Linked DNA regions of Mus musculus: region 2 is linked to region 1. A link is a contact called in public Hi-C data. All regions are on one chromosome and are shown on one strand. Each heading gives the region's core, a stretch centred on a gene start, on an enhancer-like site or on the middle of the called end of the contact. The rest is flanking DNA. Distances are from core to core; before and after follow the strand shown.

Region 1 (7,081 bases), core at 2,128-4,627:
GATGCATTCTAGTTCAGTGACTCACAGGTACCTCTGATCTCTGTAAGAGTTGTGGAAGCCAGGGTGCCCCAAGGAAGTGGTTGTGTGCAGGATCCATTCTTGTGCCAAATGTGGTATAGGAGGTTTTGTGTTTCTCCGGCATGTTAGAGATCTGTTTTTATGACAGCTGCTCTTGTAACCTGGCTTTTATAAGATGCCCAATATTATTTAATAATTCCCCTTTCAGCTTAAAGTAGGCAAAGCAATTGACAAGCAAGAAATTTTTTTTTAAATTAATGTGGACTAGTTCCTTAGTGCCTTATGAAGTGGGTCCTTGCTTTTCAGCCTGGGTTCACATTTCCCCAGAAGAAGGTTTCATACCCACAGACTTTACAAAACAACCATTTTGGTCTCTACTTCCTGTTTCTGCTGCTTCTGCTGGTTTCATGTCCTCTGACTTCAGTGTTTTCCTCTTTAACCTTAGTTTTTCTGCATTTTTTTTTTACTTTGCTTGAACTGTTTATTGTCTGAAAAGAACAGCCAGGGGAAAGCTTTTCATCCGGAAAACATTCTTTGCTTTGGCCCATGGACCTTCCTCATTTCTTTCTTTTTCTTTTCCTTTTTCTTTTTATTACATATTTCCTTTATTTACATTTCAAATGTTATCCCCTTCCCTAGTTTTCCCTCCGAAAATCCCCTATCCCTTCCCTTTTTCTTTTTTCTTTTTAAACACAGAGATTATCAGTTTTGAAGGATCCTAGTGATGCTAATATATATCCTATACAGACATGAAACCCATCAAATCTTGTCATAGGAGAAAACACTAAAATATTAAAGAAATTTGTTAGCATCAAAAAGCATTTTTGATAAAGTAAGTCTACAGACTTCATATTCTCATACTTATGACTTTGTTTTAAACATCAAATGGGGGATTGCAAAGTGAGGATCCACAGAAGTTTCCACTGGGTGAGAAGAGGACATTTGAAAGAGTCCATGTCGTCTTTGTCACCATTTGCCTGGTCTCTGATATTTGCTAAGATGGGAAGAACTTTCTTGTCTCAGTCAATGCTTGACTTTCATGTGTGTTCTCAAAACCCTGGAAAGACAGAGGCCACTGACCTCTGGACAGTGCCAATGGGCGTGATGTTGGCTGCAGACCGGTTCTTGCCAGTGTTCCATTGATGTTGTCTGGAATCCTGAACTGAAGAGAGAAGAGTCCAGGGCAGGGCGGGGGCCTCCAGGTTTCACTGAGCCCACAACTGTGGAAGCAGCCTGTCAGAATATCTCCATTTGCCAAACACGGCTTACGGAAGGCCTAGCCAGGCTCCTTGTCCATTGTCTGCTGTTGGGGCCAGTGCTACTTATGACTTCAGACCTGGCAGACGACACGATGTTTCCTCTGGCTCTGAACCGCAGTGTCCTCAGTGACAACACGAGATTCAACAACTTCCCTGGTTTCTTATCAGATTATGTCAATTTCGCCCACTTCCTGCTCATTTTTTAATCACAAATGTGAGATCTACTCATGGTTAAATCATTTCTTCTCTGTACGGCCTACGGTTATCATCGATGCTGAGAGTTCCTTTAAATCCCTTATCGGCCATTCTTACTCCCTAGGTACATCACAGATACACTGTGGCTTGGCTGCATTGAAGACACGCTTAAAAATCTGCGTTTATCAGTGAGGAAAACCAAGAGGTTTTAGTGTAAGGCAGTATTTCTTAACCTGTGGGTCATGACCCCCACAGGGGTCACATGTCAGATATCCTGCATATCAGATATTTACATTATGACTCAGAACAGTAGCAACATACAGTTCGGAGGTGGCAACAAAGTAATTTTATGCTTGGGGGTCACCACAGCATGAGGAACTGTATTAAAGGGATGCAGCATCAGCACCACGGAGCTAAGGTAACAGCTTTGGACTGCATTTGTAAAAAGGTTTAAATAATATCAGCTACAGTATGTAAATGGCAAACTCCATGAACAATCTACTGCTGATATTGTATATATTATTTTTTATCTAAACTTGAAAGAGAAAATTATAAGATTTTTCTTCTTCTTCTTCTTCTTTTGTTTAAAGACATACGTATATGTGTGTGCCTACATATATTTATGAGCACTATATGTATGCAGATGTCCAAAGAAGCCAGGAGCCATCAGGTACCCTGGAAATGACAGTTACAGGCAGTTGTAAGCTTCAGGTGTTGGGAGCTATACCCAGGTCCTCTGCAAGAGCAGTAAGCACTCTCAACTGCTGAGCCATCTCTTCAGCTCTGTTTGACTTCCTAAATGAATTTGAGTTGCTTTGCTCTGTGTAGATTAATAGTCACAGCCCTATATAGACCATTGGCTTCATCTGTGGGCATAATGCTTTTGTGCACAGTCTAAAGGTTATTCTCGTGTTATTCAAAGGCTGATTTCTCTGCCCTCATATCTTGTTCCAATCAGGACATGGCATTGTAGTCTTCATGTCTAGAATCTCTTGTCTTAAATTTGTGTAAGCAATTCTTACTATTTATTTTCTGCCTCGTTAATAAATGCTGGTCACCCAGTGGTTGGACAGAAGAGAGACTAGGGTGGAAATTTCCACCAGCCAGTGGAAGCAGAGACAGAAAGGGAGTTCCAGGGAAGCCATGAGGAGAGGGTCTGGGAAGACACCATGGGAAGAAACATCTAAGGCAGACAGAGCTAGAACAACATTAAAGTGCAAGTATTAATTGGGATCATGGCTGGGAGGTAGCCAGATTTGCATAGAGGGTTCAGACAGGTCATTTAATGGCTCAGCTACTGAAGTGTGGGCTGGTTTCTCTGTGTGGTTACTGCGGACGAGCAAAGGTAAAGAAATGCAGTCACAGGATTAATTCACTGATTACATCTATGGTTAAAAGAATGCATTTTATCTTTTTCTTCATGAATTCTGCTAGGAGTTCCTATGACAATCTACTTAGCACTTTAAAAGGCTGGTAATATGGGTAGCATATCACCCGTAATTTGTAGCCTAATTAAGGCATTTTTGTTTAAATATTTATGGGTTAAACATAATGAAGTTGCTATATTTGATTACAAATATGACACACATATGTTAAAAAAGAATCACCAAACACTTCCCCTTCATCCTGATGAGAGAAATGTCTTTTGTCACATCTTACGGAGCACTGCCTATTGGTTAAGGACGATCAACGTCTGCGTTGACTCCAGATTTCATTAATAATTCTATCTCTTGACCACTGAGCTGAACTTGAGGACACAAGGCCTGCTGGAGTCCATGAGATTTGACAAAAGCAGTTCTCAGCATCTTTGGATACATTTCAGGAGCCGTCAAGCCTGACTGCATAGCGGGGACGGAAGTGTTGTCAGGGCCGAGTGGCTTCGTTAACTGGTTAATCATCTACCTAACGCATACTTGAACGAAACTGGAAAGTCCTGTCATCTGGTTGCCAGATGTGACAGAACTGAGAAGGAAACACTGGAGCTTGGGGGAGTTCAGGCCATACGCTAGCAAGCTGGCTTTGGTTATCATGCAAAGCTGCCTCGGACAGGGAGAGATCAGGCATGTATGTATATGAATGTGTGCATGTATTTTTCTATTTGTTCAGGAATCTATTAGAGAATAATATCTTTCAACTTAATACTATAATACTGTAATACTACACCTCTCTATGAGAACTGTTTCGAATGATTTGATTCTAACCCTTCAACATTACAACTTCACCGTGATGTTCAAAGGCGTTTACACATACAAGAAAATTTCGGAGTAACTCCGGGGAAACTTTGTGAATATAGCTGTTATCAAACTTGGGGAGATCAAAACCTGCACCCCAAGCCAGGTCTGGCCATCCATCCTCAATAAGCCTATTAAAGAGGCAAATTAATAGTAGAAAGGAAATGAGGGACATGTACTCAATGTGGCCACATCGGGAAGAAAGCAAAAGAGACCCAGTGATCAGCCCCATGACTGTCTTCAGGGTTCTGAATACACACATCTAAGCAGCCATCTTCAAGCTGTGGTTCCGGCCATTCTTGGCTCACCCTGTAAGGTGATCTGAGAAATTGTTAGGACCCTGTGCAATTTTTTTCCAGGAGCTAAGTTCCCCTTCTGGCTGTCTTTTGTTTGTCTCAGCATCAAGCTCCTGGGTAAAGCCAGTTGGTGGTGAGGGATCACCATCTGGGATGCAGAGGCAGGCACATCTCTGAGTTCAAGGCCAGCCTGGTCTACGAAGTAAGCTCCAGGACAGCTGGGGCTACACAGAAAAACCCTGTGCCAAAAAACCAAAACCAAACAAAAACCTAACAAAACAAAACACCAAAGAAAGGTGGGGAAGAAAGAAAGAAATTCCTGGGAAAATTCTTATTTCTCTGAGGTCCACTGTTTCAAACGGTCTGACAGTCAGATGGAGAGACACAAATGCCTCATTTATTATTTTCATTTCTGCCAAGCTGGTCGCATAACCACTGTATGCTTATCCTGAAGCTAAAGTGTATCAGAGATGTCCTATGGGCTGTGGACCATAAGGAGGACAGTGTGTGCTGGCTGGCTACGCTGGAGGAGATTATCAGCTGCATTTCTGATTGAGCTTTCTGTGAAGTGGTTGCACTGTCTCCTTCCTCTGTCAGGCTGTCCTGAGCCCTTTAGCATCAGAGTTAGATTATTGATAACACATCGAAGATCCCTTAGCGTGTCACAGATAAGTGATCAAGGGTGCAGTCTCAGAACAATGGCATGTCAGTTCAGCTGCCTGCAAGTAGTTTGAGACTAGACAGGCATTTTGACCCTTCTTAATTTCCATCCTTAAAAGTGGATAACATTCTTTGAGATATTGCTGGGATAAAGTAAGAGAGGACATATGAGCTGACCTGGTGTCTATTAGTCCTCAGTAAGGGTTGATTGAATGTGTACCACAAGTCACAAAACCCTGACCCAGTGTTACTGCTGCTGAATCTGGACCAAAGGAGTGGAAACAGGGATCAGGGCCACCTTTAATTGTTCTGGAACTCCTTGGGCCTTGATCCCTGTTTCCTTGGGACATTCCAGGTGCAAGGTCTCCATGTACCGTTTAGGAGATGTGATTTCGATGAGAAGCCTTGGAGGAATCCTTGTAAAGAAACGGACTTGGCTGTCAGATCCCCTAGTGAGTGGACTGGAAGTGTCTGTCACAGAGACCTTTTTAGACTTCAGGTCTCTTTATAGTGATCACAGTCCCCTGCGAGTATCATGAACTTCCAGGGTCAAAGACACTTTGACCTGGATTTGCTGGAACAGTTGCATCAGGCCATGTGAGCCACATGGCGGGGCAGCTCCTTCCCTTCCAAATATTATAGATTTTACTAGATGCCAGTAAATCACTGCTTCCTCCACTGGGCTGGAAGAAAAAGTTGGAGGCCAGATTGAACTACATGAGAGCCTCTGCTCTGCTTCATATATAGACACACACACACACACACACACACACACACACACACACACACACACACACACATATGTTTATGCTTTGTCCTGTTTCATGGTATAAAAATCCCCAAAGTCCTGGAAATTACAAAGGGGTAAGTGCCATTTGTACACTTGGTCATGACTGGGTACCAGAACTCCTGAACAGCTGGTTGCCAGGGAAACCAACCCTGCTGAGATGAAGACTGTAACTTGGGACTAGAGAGATGGCTCAACAGTTAAGAGCACTGGTGGTTCTTCTAGAGCTCATGAGTTCAATTCCCCTCACAACAGTCTGTATTTGGATCCGATATCCTCTTCTGCTCATATACATAAAATCATTCAATCAATCAATCCTTCCTTCCTTTCTCGCTCTCTCTCTTTCCTTCCTTCTTTTCTTTTCTTTTCTTTTCTTTTCTTTTTAAAAGAAGGCTAGTACTTTTAGCTTCCTTCCTTAACATCTGATTTCTGGCCCGAGAGAGGGCTAGAGGTCAAGTTGATCACATGGTAGTGACACAATCCATCATAGTCACATAATTAAAGCTCCGAAGAACACTGCAAGAGTGAGGTTTGGAGAGTTGCTCCCCTCCCCTTCTCCTTCCTCCTCTCCCTCCTCCTCCTCCTCCTCTTCCTTCTCTTCCTCTTCTTGAGTTTAGTTTTCCCGTCCCCAGGGGGTGGGGTGGGGCAGAATGGAGGATCTCATGTAGCTAAGGCTGGCCTCCAATTCAAGATCCTTCTACCTCAGCTCCCGAAGTGCTGCGATTACAGTGTGTGTGTGTGTGTGTGTGTGTGTGTGTGTGTGTGTGTGTGACCATGTCCAGCTTCTAATATGCCTTAATGTTAGCTGTGAGATTTATAACAGTGTAGCAGTTAGTTTCTGTCAGTGTACAGAATGTTGTTTATCCAGAGGAGAACAGTGCCATAGAGCTATTGATCCTACTCCACAGCTCTCCATACATTGCATCTCATCCTTCCCTGATACTTGGCTGACAACATGTGACACTTGTTTCAAATACTTCAGTGTACAGCTTGGATGTCATGATGCCCCTCGATGACCTCAGGTCAGGGTCAATGGTAAAGAAATGCCCAATGAACTGTGTTGTTTTGAAAAGCATGTAGTGTGTGCCTCACTCTCTCCTTCTGCTGGTAAAGCACATGGCAGGTGCACTTGGGAAGCTCAATGAACAGAAACAAGGCTTCACATTAATGTGAATATACAAGATGTTCTCAATATGAAATTATGGCTTTAATCAGTAAACAGCGATTCTTGGATAGTTTTAATAGCTGGGGGAAAAAAATCTAATAACTAGAAACAAAAATTGAGCAATTTTCCATGGTATCTTGAACAGAGTTGCACAAAACTCTCGCTAATTTCAGCATGCTTGCACAGATGGAATCAAATTCCAGTGTGGTTCTGTGAGCCAGCTCTAGACAAAGACAATTATTTTAAATTGAGAACAATTGCACATACTTATCACATATAATATATTGTTCTGACATATATAGACATTATAGAATGGCCAAAAGAAAGACAGTTGTCTCATGTACTACTTTTTATTTAAGAGTAAAAATGCAGAATATACTCTTTGACCAACTTTCAGGAATACATGTCATGGCAACAGTTATCATGTCACTCAGTAGATCCTGGAACTTTTCCTCCTTAAGTTTTGTCTT
Region 2 (7,081 bases), core at 1,475-3,974, 110 kb after region 1:
GAGATGAGGTTTCCACTAGACTATTAAATAGAATTGCCAGAGTCAGCAAAACAAAATTGAAAAGTCTGCTTGGTCTACTGGTCACCGATAAAATGCAAGACAGAAACAAGGGGGGCGGGGGGTGTTATTTCGACCTGCTTCTTCAGAGGAGTCAAGTGTGCTGGAGCAGGCAGAGCCGTGTGGTAGCAGGGGTCTGTGGCAGAACACAGCATACGTTGCAGAAGGCCAGGAAGCACAGAGAGAGTTGACAGCCAGAGATAATATTCCACCTAGACTCGCTCCCCAGGGACTTAGCTCCTCCAGCCAGGTCCCACCTCTCAGGTTTTCACCGTCATCCAAAACAGCACGCCACGGATCCAGAACCAAGGGTTCAGATGCGTCCAAACCATAACAATGTCACATTAACCTTGAAATTCCTGAGTATTATAAAGATTATTTTTATAATATCGAATAAAAATATTTTTGAATTTCACAATGAACAACAAATAATTTCTTAGCAGTGTCTCATGAAATATCTGGCATGTAGAAGGAACGATTTGTTTGCCTGAATTCAAATTTTTAATTGGGCTTTTAGAAGTAGCCTGCATCAGGCTGTAGAGATAGCTTAGTGGTTAAGAGCGCTGACTGTTTTTCCAGAGGTCCTGAGTTCAATTCTCAGCAACCACATGGGAGCTCACAACCATCCGTAATGGGATCTGAAGCCCTCTTCTGGAGTGTCTGAAGATAGCTACAGTGCACTCACATACATAAAATAAATAAATAAATCTTTAAAAAATAAAATAGCCTGCATCTTACCTGGCAAACTCTATCTCTATATCAATCCAGGTGGCCCGGTGGCCAGGCAGACAGAACTCTTATCTGGCCTGAGTCACTTAGCCATAGCCTAGATCCAAGGGGTGAGGTCAGACTGACCTGACTCCAGGGACTGGGTGTTAGGAGGGGTAAAGCTCCAGGCAGCCTCAATCCTGTGCTACTTAACCTGAGAAGACAGCTCACTGCTGGGCCAGCCTGAGTGTCCAGGCGAATTATCCCATGTGGTCAAGAGACAGTAAACACCAGATGCTGGTAGATCTCGGGGTGGAGTTTAATGCCGGTCGATCATTTACAGTAAACTGCTTTTAATAAGTAGACACACACTCTGAAAGAATGGAAGGAAAGCATGGAAGATGCATAAACTAGCAGTCTAGCTATTTACCAGCGCTGTCAATATTGTGTACTGGACATAATTATATGTCCTAGGCTCAGATACATCTGGCAGTGTAGCCGGCGGGTGGATGCCAGCAACCCATTAACACACACCGTCTTGTGACCTTATGATGTCTGTGGCATCACACCAGGAATTTCCCAGAATCCCTTAAACCTTATAGGATGGAGATCACACGGATCATCAGCTGTTGACGGAAACATCAGATATGCTGTGAGTCTGCCCTAGACAGTCAGGCTGCTGTGGAGACTAAACATAAACCCAGACAGCAAGAAGGCCGAGGTGAAAGAGAACGGCATTCTTGTAAACGTGTCCTGCTTCCCCGACACCCCCTGAACACAGAGTCTTTCCGTCTGCTTCTTCTGGATCCCATGTGCATTATCAGCCTGTGGGCTCCTGTCTCCTCCACAATCCCGTTGCAAGGCACAGGGCGAATCTTAGTGTCAATGACCGAATAGCGGAATGAAGGACACACAACCCGTTCATTCCTCTGCAGCAAAATTTAATTATTCCTAGGATACAGGCTTCTTCTGACAAGACCCTCAGAGCATCTGTGTACCATGATGATGTTCTGGTGGCAGCAGGGCAACAGCAGGAGCTGCCCCTGGCTTTCTCGCAGCGTCTTCGGAAAACACGCCATTAAAGCTGATGCTATGTGTGGGCAAGAGAAACGAGCGAGCGTCAATACCCCGATTTAGGATCTCTGTATAAGGAAGCTGGATCCTCAAAGGCAGAGCCACTCTGTCAAGAGCACAGATAGAGTAGATGGAAGCTGGCTGGCTGGGGTCCCTGTGTGGAACTGGCTCCACCACTTCCTAAGAACTGCGAGGTTTAGCTGAGCTCAGCGGATCTCTAGGAAAAGTTGAAGTGTGTGGACAGCTTTTATCTCTTGTGAAGTAAAAAATTTTAAAGTGTGTGTGTGCACGCTCACACACGTATGACCACAGAGGCCAGGAGAGGGTGTTGGATCCCTTGTAGGGGGGATCACAGATGGTTGGTTGTGAGTTATCTAATACAAGTACTGGGAACTGAACTCAGACCCTCTGTGAGAGCAGTGAGTGCTCTTAACTGCTGAGCCATCTCTCTGGACCCCAGTAATGTTTTCTTAAGGTAGAGGATCTGGCAAAGGGGGTGGGGTGGGGTGGGGTGGTTCCTAGCCTCCCTGCCATCCCAGGAGTCCCAGGGACTGATGGGAGTAATGGAGGTGGGTGTCTGGAAAGGGGGGCTATGGGGGTAGGGTGGGGGGTGGGCTATCTTTGCAGTCAGCATAGGGTCCTCACTAGCGCTACTCAGAGGGCTGCACCAGGGAGACAGCTGTCAGACCACTCACCCAGCACTGTGGGCTGGTTATGGTAATTTTTCTGACAAATCACAGAGGAGAGCTCAGAAGGGAAGAGCTCTTGTTCCAAGTCACCGAACAGTCTCACATATGCTCAAAAGCCTTCTCTGTACAAATAAAGGAAGTGCCACTAACTCCACTTTCCAGAGGAAAGTGACTCATTAATTGCTTACCCAGAGTCACTGGCAGAGCTGAGATTGAAAGCTCGGATGAAGGTCTGATGCCAAAGCCCTGAGTGGGGCCCTGGTGTAACACGGGGATGGTGAGGAGGGAGCTAGGTGGGACTGACAGCTAGTGTGGGGCCCTGGGTACCAGCCAGGAATGTGGAATTACACTAAAGACTCCCTTCGGGGCACAGCAAATGACTTTTTTTCCCCTCAAGGCCAGCAGTGAAGAACAACTGATTACAGACTGAGCTACAAGCCTCAGCCCCTGACTGAGGCTGTCACAGCAAGGAAGGAGCCATGCTGGAGGGTCGTGTGCAGAGATCCCTACAGAGTGCCACGGAATTAATTGTGCATCTTTAATGGAGTGCATCTTTAGCTGACCTAGGGCCCGATTCTTGCCCTTAAAGAGTAAATAAAGTCCTTAAAACTAGCAAAAGGTGATGTGAGGTCCAGTATGTAAAAGGCACGTCGCTCTTGACGCTTCGTCCTTTAACAAGATACCCTGGATGTTTTTTGGATGGCCCTCAAAGACTTTAAGGGGTTACCACATCCAGATAAGAGGGACTGTGGTGCTAAAAATATAGAAAGGGCTTGTGGAGGAAGATCTGGGAACTTTAATGGAAAAGCCTGCCGCTCTTAAGTAAAAATAAGGGGACCAGAGAGAGGACTGAGAAGCCCCAGCCCCAAGCCCAGCTTTGTCTCCTGCCCCCAGTGAGTGAATTGACTCTCTTTAAACCCTAAAAGCAAGTGGCTCCAGTAGATGGAATCCCAGGAGCACCCAATCCGAGGTGCAGAGGAGAAGCAGGGCGGGGCAGAGATACCTGGGGTGGGGGAGGGGTCTCTGCAGGTGCCACCACAGGAAGCACTCTCCTCTGTCACCCGTCCTGATGTGGCATGATTGGTTTTTAAAGCCTTTTAAACCCTATTTTTACACCGAGCACATTTCTCTTCTCTTTCAAAGGAACAAAGGGATCACACAGCCCACATGCCCTTCAAACTGGCAGCTGGGGAGGAAAGGCAGGGTGCAGATCTGCAGCCACAGAGAGCTGGTTCCCCCACGTCCGCCTCCTGCATCCGACAGAAGGGCAGCCAGCAGATGCAGGCTCCGTGGAGCCACCCATCCCGAAGGTTTCCAGTGCCCTGGCAACCAATTATTACAGTGGCATTCAGTAGTTTAGGGAAGGTTAAACCCCTGTCTTTCTCCCAGATACTTAGATGACCCTGGTCAGAAAGTCCGGTGTCCTTCCATGTGACCAGGGTGAACCCACTGTGACATGCTTTACCTGCTGTACGCACACACAAGTACTCGAAGGGTTTTATTACATTGGCATCTGCATTGCTTAAGGAAAACAATCTCCTTTCACTTTCTGGGTTTCTCTTAAAATGGAAAATATTAGCACTATTACTCACACAGTTATTTTAAAAATGGAAGGACAGATGATTCATCTCCAACTCCAGAGATAGAGAGTAAGTATTGGGGTGACTTCTCTGAGCCTTTGAGTTTTGGTCTCATTAGGAGAGACACCTGGCCAGCATGCATGGCGTCTCCCAGGCCTCTTCCAATCTCATCGAGTTCTAAGAATCCCAGGTCTCCCCACCCCTCAGTCCTGAACCCCTACCGATCCCATCTGGATCTCGAGTGTGCTTAGCTAAGACCTTACAGTGGGTTGCTAAGTGCTTGTATTATGCCCTCTGAAAAGTCAGAGCAGGAAGCAAAGTTGCAAGGGAAAAAAATCCATACTCGTGATAAAGATTCTGCAAGGAGATTGGCTGATTAGAACTTCCCAGTGGTTCAGAGTAGAAATGTTATAGATTCAGAGTCCAAGTTATCTTACACCGAAAACTCCTCTTCATAGCTGTTCTCTGTGTCCAACCTGACACCGTGTGACCCTCAGGCGCAGGTTTTTAGATTGCATTATTTAGGTCTTTGTCAACTTGACACTATCAGGCTGGCCTGTAGGAAAGTCTGGGGACATTTGCTTAGCCATTGATGTGGAAGGGTCTAGCCTACTGCAGCCCTGAGACAGGTGGTCCTGGGCAATATAAAAAAGTTAGCTGAGAAATCAGTTCAAGGGAAGCCAGGCAGTAAGCAGCGCTCCTCGGTGGCCTCTGCTTCAGTCCCTGCCTCCAGGTTCCTGCCAGAATTCTTGCCCTGACTTCCCTCAGGGATGGACGATGAGCTGTGAGCTGAAATAAACTCTCACAGGTTGCTTTGGATGCCAATGGAAAGTGAATTAAGACAAGATCTTTGCTTCCACAAATCCAAAGTGAAGAATGTCATGGGACCACATCAGACATCCATAGCAGGTTTCTTTCCTTTTGTTCTAACCCACCTACCTGATGTTCCCATGAATAGATCTGGGGAATGCCTTGATTTATGTATGACTTTCTTTTATTCGGGGATTATGACAGCTCGATGAAATTATTTCCATGTTGTAACATTGAATTTGGGGTAACCCTAATCCCTGCCCCTAGGCCTCTGCCATGAATATTTATCTCAGGAATAAACTTCCCCTGTCCCCTTTAAGAGGAGAGATGCATTTCATGAACAACAGAAGCTCAGGACCCCAATAAAAGCCAAACCTATCCCTCCCTCCAACACAGACCATGGTCACTAGTTCTGCTTGGGGGTTCTCCTGTAGGTTTGCCCACCAGTGACTTTGAATGCCCATGGACAAGCTTCATGGCTCCTGAATCTGCAATCTGCACATCACTTTAGAAACAGAAAAGAGAAAAGCATTGAACACACAGAGCTGTGAGGAAAACATAGATTTGGAGACATACACCTACACACACACACAAAACATCCCACTACCACCACCACCACCACCACCACCAACAACAACAACAACAACAACATTACTAGATGTTGCTGCCAAGGAAATCCTAAATCAAGGTAATGAGGCTTCTAGTAGTTGCCCAATAGCATTTGTTGTGAAGGAGGTCTCATATGATAGAAAGATACTAAACAAATCTATTAACGCTAGAGGGGTGGCTCAGAGGTTAAGAGCACTTGGCTGCTCTTGCAGGGGACTCAAACTTGCTTCCTAGCATCCACATGGTAGCTCATAGTTACAGGGGATATGATGCCTTCTGGCCTCTACTGGTACTGCACATTCACGGTACATATACATACATTCAGGCAAACACTAATACACATAAAATTAAAGGGATCTTTAAAAGAAACATATGTGTCAACTACAGGATAAGTTGGTTGCTAGGTAAACCCCATTCTAAGAGGAGTATGGCATTTTTTAAAGAGGAAGCTATTTGGGGAAGAGACAGCGAAGTTTTAATAAGTTCCCACATACTGGGTTCTGAACCGATTCTCTGCCAAGGGTCAGTCAATACTTGAGCCTATAAACTACTTGTGACAACTTTCTGTTCAAATGTGTCATTGCTCTTTAAGACAGTATCTCAGGTCTGGAGAGATGACTCAGCGGTTAAGAGCAATGACTGCTATTCCAGAGGCGGTGAATTTAATTCCCAGCAACCACATGGTGGCTCACAACCATCTGTAATGAGATCTGACGCCCTCTTCTGGTGAGGCTGAAGACAACAACACACTCATATAAAATAAACATTAAAAAAAAAAAAAAAAAAGAGACAGTGTCTCATTATGTTGCCCAGGCTGGACTCAACCCTGAACCCTTCTATTCCTCCTCCAGGTGCCAGAATCGCAGGTGTACACCACCATGCCCAGGCTTAAACATCTAATTTTAAAATTTGATGTTTTCAAACAAAATAAGGTCTAGGTGGGTGGTGGTGTTTGCTTTTTTGTTTTAATCGGGATAATCGCAAACATATAACAGACACACAGTGACATTTAGGTAACATCTGAAGCAATGGAGACAGGCACACCAGAGTTGACACATTGTAACAGTGCTTCCGGGCCTGCTCTTTGTTTACAGCCAGGAGGACATGTTTAACCCCGGCTTATGTTTAACCTCGGGTTTACCAGCGCACAGATTAACTGTGGTTCGGATTAGAATGCTCCTTCTGGTGCTAATTGTTGGGTGTTGGGGGAGGGGGTTTTTGATCCTTTCCAATCTGAAACTACTGATTTCTTCCTGTGTTTCCTTTTTCAAATCTGACACCCCCAAACATACGGAGTGCATTCCCCATGGCTGGCTGCACCCCCTACACACACACACACACCGTACACACCATACACATCTCTAGTGGTAACTCATCCTCCTCCGAACAGCAGCCCAAGAGTGCCTGACACGAAAGGACCACAACAGTGAGGACGGTCTCTGTAATGACAATTTTGGACTTTTGGTTTCTTTACAAGACACGGAGGTATTGTAAGAATACGTTTTTGGTTTAGTCCCAGGTGTGGGATATGAGGTTGCTTTACCTTGTCCACAG

What was found. Hi-C and Micro-C count contacts between places; a contact is called where the count stands out from the background.
Region 2: a contact with region 1 is called in a Hi-C map of uterus. The contact joins two enhancer-like sites. A contact is called at or near these places in 7 of 484 Hi-C or Micro-C datasets (CD4 T cells, the N1E-115 cell line, Sertoli cells and 4 more) and 7 of 115 datasets of contacts at active chromatin or transcription factors (a beta-TC-6 cell line, embryonic stem cells, heart atrium and 1 more).

Annotation. Positions count from the first base shown.
Region 1 is chr5:148,595,159-148,602,239 of GRCm38.p6, forward strand. No RefSeq gene overlaps it. Among named protein-coding and RNA genes, the nearest start is that of Gm46929, 7.8 kb to the left of the region's middle. Within about 2 kb of position 3,378, at least 20 of the 459 cell types and tissues checked have an H3K27ac peak or open chromatin away from gene starts, as enhancers often do. A contact at or near this core is called in uterus, where this site is marked.
Region 2 is chr5:148,705,552-148,712,632 of GRCm38.p6, forward strand. No RefSeq gene overlaps it. Among named protein-coding and RNA genes, the nearest start is that of 2210417A02Rik, 33 kb to the right of the region's middle. Within about 2 kb of position 2,725, at least 163 of the 459 cell types and tissues checked have an H3K27ac peak or open chromatin away from gene starts, as enhancers often do. A contact at or near this core is called in uterus, where this site is marked.